Regions from separate parts of the Arachis hypogaea genome. Here region 2 is linked to region 1. The links are chromatin contacts, called in public Hi-C maps. All regions are on one chromosome and are shown on one strand. The core of a region is the stretch at or near the end of the contact, and the rest is flanking DNA. Distances in the headings are between cores, read along the strand shown. Region 1 holds the start of LOC112748124. Region 2 holds the start of LOC112749995 (ATP-citrate synthase alpha chain protein 1).

Region 1 (4,706 bases), core at 705-3,204:
TTAATTTACCGGAATTTTTTAACCAGTCTCTTGTAAATGTTTAATTGAATGACCTTATGTACTTGAAACAAATTCATTATTCTATTAAGGATTTTTCTTAAGGTGTGGATAGTAAAAGTAATCCACACATATGGATAGTATGTGCCAACTATAGGCTTGCAACCCTTGCCACTAGTCTCCCTTGATTTTTAGATCTATTGCAGAAAGGAGGCGCAGTAACGCAGAGGGGTGACAGTTGATGTGCAGAATGTGTTACACAATTAGAGTTGGCTAAAAGTGGGATTAAGTTTAATGATTTTTGAGTGTTTTTGTTATTGACCCACCTTAAGTGCTTCCAATTTCTGGGACTCAGACCCGTGGGGTTTATGAAAAATTCTCTTTTTTTTTTTGGACTTTTTGTTTGCCATAATATGTCATTAATATGTTGTAATGAATTGCAATACCAAAAAAGCAAATTCTTATAAAACACATACTTTCATAATAAAGTGAATATTTTTCTTTTTGTAATATATTTGTGCAAAAATAAAGTATTTTCTAGAAGAAGGGAAAATTATTAACATATATTACCAAACAATGTTATAAGGATGAGGGGGTAGAAAAAAAAAAATTTATAGGACTAATCCTAAAGATGAGGGATAGAAAATGAAAAAAAAAAAAGAAGAAATTTTATAGGACTAATCCTAAAATTCAGTTTTTATCGGATAGTATATTTTTGCATAAAAACATTTATATCTAAGGAATTATATATTATTTTACTTAGTACGAGAGAGTAATGAAGTAGTTAATTCATAATTGGTATGCAGGAAGGTTTTTTTTTTTTGAAATTAAGCAACCTTGTGTATAATTCTAATCTCTAATATAATGAAGCGACTGTAACCCAAAAAGAATATAGTAGTCCTCTTAAAAATTGACAGTAAAATAACACTCTAGTTATTTTAAAATTAATTAAAAGGATGTTTTGGTTTTTTTATAATCAAATTCAAAATACTGATTTGTACGCTTTAACTCTAAAATGGTACTTAAGCTCTTTTAAAATAAAATTAAAGTTAGTATCTAATTTTGGATACAGTGAAAAGCTGTCATTCTAAGAGGGTATATTCATCTTTTTAGTAGGGGTGTTCACGAGTCGAATTAGTTCGAGTTTGGGATAAAATGAGAACTTGAACCAATTAACTTGTAATGGGTTTGGATTGGTTTGGTTTTATATTTTTTTGTGTATCCGAATCAAACCAAACCAATTAAAAACGGATTAATTTGATTTGGATAATTGTGTACCCGATGAAATAGAAATTAAAAAAAAAATTGAAAAAATGAAATTTTTTTTAGAAAAATAATGTAAATAATGATAAACATGTAATATCAACTAACAAGTCAATAATATTTTAACAACAAGAAAATACTCATAAATTCACAATTATAAACTTATAATAGAGTTAGATTAATTAGTATAAAAATTATACATATATTATTAGAATTTATATTTTTTATTTAATAAAAGGGTAATCGGATTCGCAAGTTGTTTCGGATTCTATTTCTCTAAAACTAATATCCAAACCAATCACGATCAGATATCATCAGATTAGGTTCAATTATACTCAATTGTCCATTGGTTCCAGAATCAATTTAATCGATTCGATTTGGTTCAGATTTATACAGACAATCGGATTACTCGAACCCATGAACACCCCTACTTTTTAAAATAAATCCTAATAGTGTATAGTTATTTTGAAATAAACTAAAAAGATATTTAATCCCATTAAAAATCAATTGAACTCATCCTACTTTGTAATAAATCAAACATTGTTAATTGTCGTATAAAGATATTTTATTCTTTTAAAACTAACAAAAAAACATTGTGTTTTTCTTTTAAAAATGAAGTATAGGGATAGTATTTTACTCTCTTTAATACAAAATTAAAGTTTTTTTATTTTCTATTGCAATAATTTTTTTTGTTATGGAAGTAGAAGTGGTGATATACCTTAACATTGTAATTTTTGGTGTTTTTTAAAACTGTGGAAGTACAGAAATCGGAGGGTCCGATTTCTGTACCTTAAAATTTTTTTTTTTACCACAAATCGGACGGTCCGATTTGTGTACCTCCCACAAATCGGACGGTCCGATTTCTGCACTTCCCACAAATCGGACGGTCCGATTTCTGCACCTCTACAAATCGGACGGTCCGATTTCTGCACCTCTAATAAATCGGACGGTCCGATTTCTGCTTCTCTAATTAAACGATCCCACACTTGAGTAACACCCCAACAATCCACATTTTAAAAAAACACCACTACCACTCCAATATTAAAAATAAAAAACTCAAAGGAATGCATTAGTCACCGAAAAAAAAAAAAGAAATGCATTAATCTTATAAGGATATTTGGGAAACTTCATGTAGTGGGAAATTATCAAGCTTTTAATCTTAACAGCAGTTCCTGATCCCTTCTTTTCAATAATATACAAATTATAATCTGCATTTTCTCTTCTTTGTCTTTTCTTTAGTTGTATTTTTCATTTCAGAATATAGAGATAGAAGTAGTTGAGGAAACGGTTGTGAAAGTAGAGGAAAGCCAAGCAGAAGAAGACGATGCAGCAATATCGAGTTTTTCGATGCCTATACAGCTCAAGAACTTTCTACAGTTCTCAAGCTTTAGGGGGCACCAAAATGCTCACAAAAAAGAGAGAACAACTAGAAGAAACGCCAAGAGGGCTTCTGCTGAGCACTCGTATCTTCTATTTGCTTCTTCGCTGTGGACCCCTCCTACGGTTTTTCCTTCAACCTTCATCACTGCGGCGAATCTCGCGTATTTCCCAAGCCGCCATATTTCAGAAGGATTTGGATCAAATGGCGAACATGAATTTGCTGGAGATAATGGTGTGTTTCCTTACCGATTAAGTGAGGATATTGATGAGAGAAGTTTCGGTGATTGGCAAAGAAGCCTTGGAAGAAGCAGTAGCTTCAACAGTGTTGACACTTGACAGTTGACACATCTCAACAAATATCATTACTGAAGAGTGACACTCAAAACATCGAGACAAGGACCAATGGTGCAGAGAAATATCAAAAGTTTGATTTCTCTCTCCATTTGTAAGCTCCCTTTTATAGAATGAGGCTTCTCAAGGTTGACATTGAGATTGAGGAATTGGCTTTTAAGGGAAATTGACCGTCTTGGAAAAAAATAATTCCATTTTTCCGAATAATGAAATCATATTTCAGATTCACATTCACACCTAAAACAGGAGAGACCCCCCTCAAATTTTTTCTTTTTCTCTCTTGTTTTTTTTTCTGAAATTTTTTCTTTTTTCATTTAGTCAATATGACACCAACTCAGGTATTATCAAATGATATATTGATGTGACATCAGCATAAATTATATACGTATAGTTCAAAGACTCAATTTATATTATCTGCATGAATTAAGGGCCTTTGTAAAACAAATAAACAACCACTTGTTAGTTAATCAGTAATCACATCTAACAGTAATAACTAACACAACACAATGAATAAACCCGTGATGAAAAGCAGCCGCGAACAAACCCAAAACACTTCGATATTGCCATCATGAACCGTTATGTTTGCACTTACTCATGATTCTAGCAATGTTCAACTTCCTCACTACTTAAATAACCCAGAATTCCAAGGTGCCTAAGAAAAAAAAAAAAGAATGTAGCAATAGATTAGTTCCATCATCTTCTAGCTATGACATGAAGTACTTGACTAGCCAGTAGCCAATGCTTAGCACCACTGAATTAAAAGTAGGAGATAAAAATTTATTAGGTGAGTGAAAAAGATGTGAAAGTAAGTAAGAAGTTAGTCATAATCACCCTTCCATCAATAACTTCAATTGAAAATGATTAACCTCTCATTTTTTCCACTTTACAAACTTTCACTTTAGATGATCTAAAGTCCTTTAAGAACATTCAACTTTTCCTAATGTCTTGCATGCACAATGAAGCCTCATACCTGCATCATTATGGACTGCATCTTTCTTAATGCTATTATGACTTTGCTCTGCCAGGCTTAACGCTGGAATGAGATAGAATAGGAACCAGTGTTTGGATCTTTAACTGTTTTGAAGTTATCGACACTCATCCCAAACCGGCCCAAGACAGAATTTCCCATTTCTTTTAGTTTTGCTGCATCAAGAAACAGTTCTTCAGTGCAAGTAAAATGAAGATAGCAAATCGTACCGGATTATAGTTTATAGAATGTAAGTACATAGAAAATATTCGGAACTGAAGATAAGACTCTGCAGCCTCTACCAAGAGGTAAAGAAGCAGATAATAGGTTTAACATGAAAGACAACCAGGAAGATAATAGGCTTAACATGCAAGTGCAGCTAGCAGCTCTGCCTGGAATCCAAAAGGTTTTGTTTGAGCAATAAATAAATCAAGCACCAAAGACTGCAATTCAAGATAAAAGATAATTTATATAACTAGACAATCCTAAAGTTTCTCCTCCAACTACAAGATTCCCAAATCCCAATTAACAAATGCCAACTCTATGCCCATCACACATAACACAGAGCATACTAGTCTAAACTCTCAAGAAAACACAATCTATATCCACAAGATAAAATGCAATCTCTGAAAACCCAAAGTTGCATACATCATCACTCAAACATAATAGTATATCTTTCTATCACCTAGGTATCCCATGCTTAGAAATATCGTAGTAAGGCATCCATAAATTCCTTTGATAAAATAAT
Region 2 (4,706 bases), core at 959-3,458, 330 kb after region 1:
TCCTATCCTAGATCATAATAGTTGGCATTCGTTAAAGGGGAGGAACCCACTTCTTGAAGTTCTTGAAAGCAGCAGTGTCGTCTAGTTCGCCTCTCATATCCAAAGGATAAGGCTTTCCATCAACCAATGTGAATGGGTTCATCTCTAAGAAAGTGAAATCCAGGTCTAATACAAAAGAAAAGTAAAGTAAGTGAATCAAATAATGGGAGGTTAGAAAATTTAAATTTAAATGTAAACGTTAATAAAGTTGATCATGCAATCCCATCCAGTATATTCTATACCTTGAAATATATTGAAAACCACCTTGAGAAATTCCTCAATTTCTCCCTTGATCTGTAAGAAAAGAATTACATAAGAGTATTAAATCACATATTTCAATAGAATTACATCTCGAATCAAGACATTATGTTCATATAAAAATAAAATAAAATAAAGTGTTTAATTACCTCCAAGGGAAGGGTTGCAACAAGTGGGGCAATAGTTTCAGATGTGAAAGACGCTCCAGTTGGAACAAATACAGTCTTAACCTGAAATATATAAAAAAAAAAAAAAACATTTTGTAAGTGTATGTTATGGATCATGAGGAAAGATTTTTATCACAGAAAATATATCGAGTGTCTAATCTGTAATGTCAAGGATATGCATTGCACTACCTTATCCCAGTTTTCTTCAATTTCAATTCCTCCACATTCTGAAAAGCTTATGCTGTTCCCAAGCCTCTCGGATACAATGTTAAGGTAAAACTCTTCTTTGTGGGGGACGAAAGGTTCAACAATGAAAGTTGTTATGGGTCCTTTGCAACCACTCATCTCAACCTATATATAAGAGAAAGACATGACCAAAAGTCCAAAAGCATCAACACTAGAGTGGAACCAAAATACTGAGGACAACAGAGAAATGAAAGGTTTTGAGGGAAGAGGAGCAAAGCACCTCGGTTCCAAGTCGCTCTTTCACAAATGAAGCAACTTGTGCCAAATCCAAATTCAAGGCAACCAAGCCACTCTTGCCACGCTTCCCGAACAACATATCAGGCTTCACAACCAATTTTGAAGATGAAAGCCAAGGTTCCTTCTCTTGAAGCTCAGCGAAATCAGTGGATGATGTAACCTGAGGCACAAACCACAACAAAATCATTACTCAACCAACCTTGATATGCACACTACACCGAATCACATTTATGATTGTAACTATCACTGAAAAAATGATTTTCTTTTTCCCATTATATGCACATAACATATTAACTAGCTTCAATCACAACTAAAACATTTCCTATTACAATCAAATTAAGAGTATGTTGATTTGCCACTAAACCAATTTGAATTGATGTAGGTTCAGCTATATAGTTAAACAAAATCATGCATCATATCCACATTGTAACTAAAACTTGCATGATTCTGCACACAAAAGATAAAAGTACTCACTTGTGCAGACTTGATCTGCAAGTCTCGGCCAGAGAGTCTCTTAAAGTGCTCCTTCAACAATCTCTTGGAGTCATACTCTCTGATCTTCTTGCGCGCCATTTCTATCTCAACCTATTTCAATAAACCGAAAGCACAAAAAATTCCAAAACAGAAAAACAACCCAATTATGAATTATTCATTATAAACAGATCTGAATTGCCAAAAGCGCTACCAATCCGCAAAACAAAATCCCATTAAAAGTCATGCAAACAAATTCGAAATGAGCTCAATGGGACCTCAAAAAGTGGATCAAAATCGAAGCTTTAAGATTAAACAGAAACAAAAAGAGGGGGAGATTGAAGATCTAGGATTTACCAAAACAGAGAGATGAAACAACAAAGGTGGGTGTGGATAGTTAGATCTAACCGAGAGGTGAAGGAATGATGAGAGGGGTGTGATGGGTGTATATATATAGAGAGAGAGCGGAAAAAAAGAGAGCGAAAAATAAATGGGAAAGAAAATGATGGGTAGTTGGTTGGTGAATTAGAGAAGAAGGTAGCCAAATAGTAAAAGAGAGTTCAGAAATTGGAACAAACAAACAACACATAAACATGTGGTACCTACCTACTAATCTACCCCCTCTTCTTCTTCCTCTCCTCCTTCTTGGACCAACGTAACCACTTAACGTTGTTTCAAAGTTCCAAGTCCCTTAATGGTTGGGATTGTTTGTCTACACTATGCTGCTTGTTGCTGGCGTGCTATTAAGTTCATCCTACAACTTTGTTATTTATTTTCAGATAGAGTAATATGTTTGAATTAGTTGTCAATTTAATTATTAAATTAATTTTAAATTTTTTTGTTAGATAAGTTAATTTTTTTTATATTATAGTATATATTTATATAAAGAGATTGATATAAAAAATTTTATGTACTCTTATATCTTTAATATAAATTAATTTGTCTAGCTTATTAAATTTTAATATAAGAATTAACTTATCTAACAAAATAAAAGGTTAAGGATTAATTTAATAATTAAAATTTATTATAAATTAAATTATTCAACAAAAAATTTTTGAGAAACTAATTTGAGATATTACTATCGATAAGTTAATTTGTTAAAAAAATCTGATGAATTTATGAATTAACTTTAGAAAAATAATATTTTCATTCTATTTTTTATAATATCACTTTTCACATAATTTTTTTACATTATATATTTGTAAAAAATTATAGAAAAAAATAATATTATCATTTTTCTTAATTTTAATTCATTTACAATATCTTTATATGATTATTTTATTAAATTTATATATTTAAATAATTTTTTAAATAATAAATTTGATAATTGATTATTTTTACTGATGTAACAGTATAAATTGATTTTAATGATGCATGAAAATCAAGCCAATATTTTTCATAGTCATTGAAAAATGAAAAATTAAATTTTAAGTAACTAGTATTTTTTATATATATTTTATCTTACATTAAAGCAATAATATTAAGCAACTCTCTTTTTTACTAAAAATATTGACCCTTTAGAGTATTTTGGATGCTTGATTTTAGTTTAATTTATTTTGGGTCTCATAAAATACTACATAAGTATTTGGAGGCTATATATTATAAAATTTGATTAAAAACTCAATTTGAGATTTGTCAGTTGTGTTCTAAGTCTCTAATGTTTGTTTTTATTTTAATTTAATTTTTAATTTTTTTAATTATTTTAAATTATTTTAATTAAATTATAAAAATTTAACTAAATAAAAATATAAAATTATAAAATTACAAAATTAATAATTATATACCATGTTTAAAAGACACACTAATAAAAATAAATTTTAAAATATTACTTAATTAAGCATAACATTAAAAAAAACACATTACACATTAAAAAATAGATTAAATGATATACTTATATTTTTGACTGTTGGATTAAATAGGGTAGAAAATGAAAATGAAAGTGATCATAAACTTCCATTGTTTGAGAAAAAAAAATAAAATTTACAAATAGGATGGGGCTTGAAATTGAGAAGGAATTTGAGTATTTAAATTTTGTCTCATTGGATTTAGAAAAAAAAATTGGAAAGGAAAAAGAATTTTGTGCATTTAAATGGGGAGAAAAAATAAAATTTTGTAAATAATTGAAAAAACAAATTATGATTGAATTTTGGATTATTTTTTTAGAATTTATTTTTCATATAGAGAGTAACATTGTGTTTTTGCCTAATATTAACATTGGAATATTTTGCTGGTTCGTGGATGCAGCTCTCAACACACGGGAAGCGTGGTGAAACAGCGTCAGCAGCATCGTGGCAGCATCCCGCAACATCGTGGCAGCATGTTGCGTCAGGACTACAGCCAATTTTTGCAGGGATTCGCGCACGTTTTTGAGGAGTTACAAGTGTTCTTTTAATACAGGAAAGGCGTGTTGGAGGTGGTCTGCATGTAGAGGATACTTCCTTCCTTCGAAAACCAGCGATGCAGGCTGAAGCTCTTTAAATAGAGCCCAACTTCCCCCCTTTGATGCATCTGAGTTGAAGAAAATGAGTTTGAGAGAGAAGTCTAAAGTGAAGAAGAAGAGGGTTAGTAGTGTATTAGTGTGTTAATAGTGTGTTTAAAAAAAATGATTATACATAAAAAAAATTATCAGTTTGTATTAATAAAAAATAATATATAATTATACGGTAACTGAAGAATATATTATCAATTATTTAAATTATCTGGTCTATATAAGTTGATAAATTTTACTTTTTTTGTAATTTATTTTTTTTAATTTTAATTAATTTTAATTTTTGTGTGTGTGTTAATAGTATCATATAATGATATAACATATTATTTTAATATTATCTTTATTTGTATTTAATATTATTATGCTATTTAAATTTGTAATTATTAAATTTAATAAATAATATAAATATTAAACTATTTTTAAATAATATTTTTATTTTTTTAGTATATTATTATTTTATTTTATATTTGTAATTAATAAATAAAGAAAAATATAAATATGGTCGTATAAATTTATTGAATCTTTTGTTATACTGTGATTATTTTTCTATAGATTTCATAAATATTATTATTTTTCGAATTCTTGTTCTTGTATTTTAATTTTCTGTTGTCACAATATATTTTTATTTTAATTTATATTTAGTTAACTTGAAGAATTAATGAATATTTTTTATTCACAAAAGTATACAATAATATGAATATCAAAAAGAATTTTGTTCGGTTATTTGTTATGATAACTATCAAGGATAATAATATTATTATATTTTATTTTATTTTTTATTTATGACCATATTTAGATTA

What was found. Hi-C and Micro-C count contacts between places; a contact is called where the count stands out from the background.
Region 2: a Hi-C map of leaf shows a contact between it and region 1, with 3 times the contacts expected there. The contact joins the promoter of LOC112749995 here to the promoter of LOC112748124 in region 1. A contact is called at or near these places in 3 of 8 Hi-C or Micro-C datasets (leaf and an unstated tissue).

What each region holds. Positions count from the first base shown.
Region 1 is chr15:24,188,263-24,192,968 of arahy.Tifrunner.gnm2.J5K5, forward strand. It overlaps LOC112748124, which reads left to right and starts at 1,955. Exons shown (of 2, transcript XM_025796333.1): 1 at 1,955-1,987; 2 at 2,518-2,976. The coding sequence starts at 1,955. The coding sequence ends at 2,976. LOC112749989 (cation/H(+) antiporter 18) reads left to right here. Exons shown (of 4, transcript XM_029293102.2): 4 at 1-131. LOC112749991 reads right to left here. Exons shown (of 6, transcript XM_025798462.3): 5 at 3,962-4,134; 6 at 3,380-3,643. The coding sequence ends at 4,019.
Region 2 is chr15:24,515,998-24,520,703 of arahy.Tifrunner.gnm2.J5K5, forward strand. It overlaps LOC112749995 (ATP-citrate synthase alpha chain protein 1), which reads right to left and starts at 2,209. Exons shown (of 13, transcript XM_025798468.3): 1 at 2,025-2,209; 2 at 1,422-1,532; 3 at 931-1,107; 4 at 654-815; 5 at 447-527; 6 at 282-333; 7 at 51-165. The coding sequence starts at 1,520.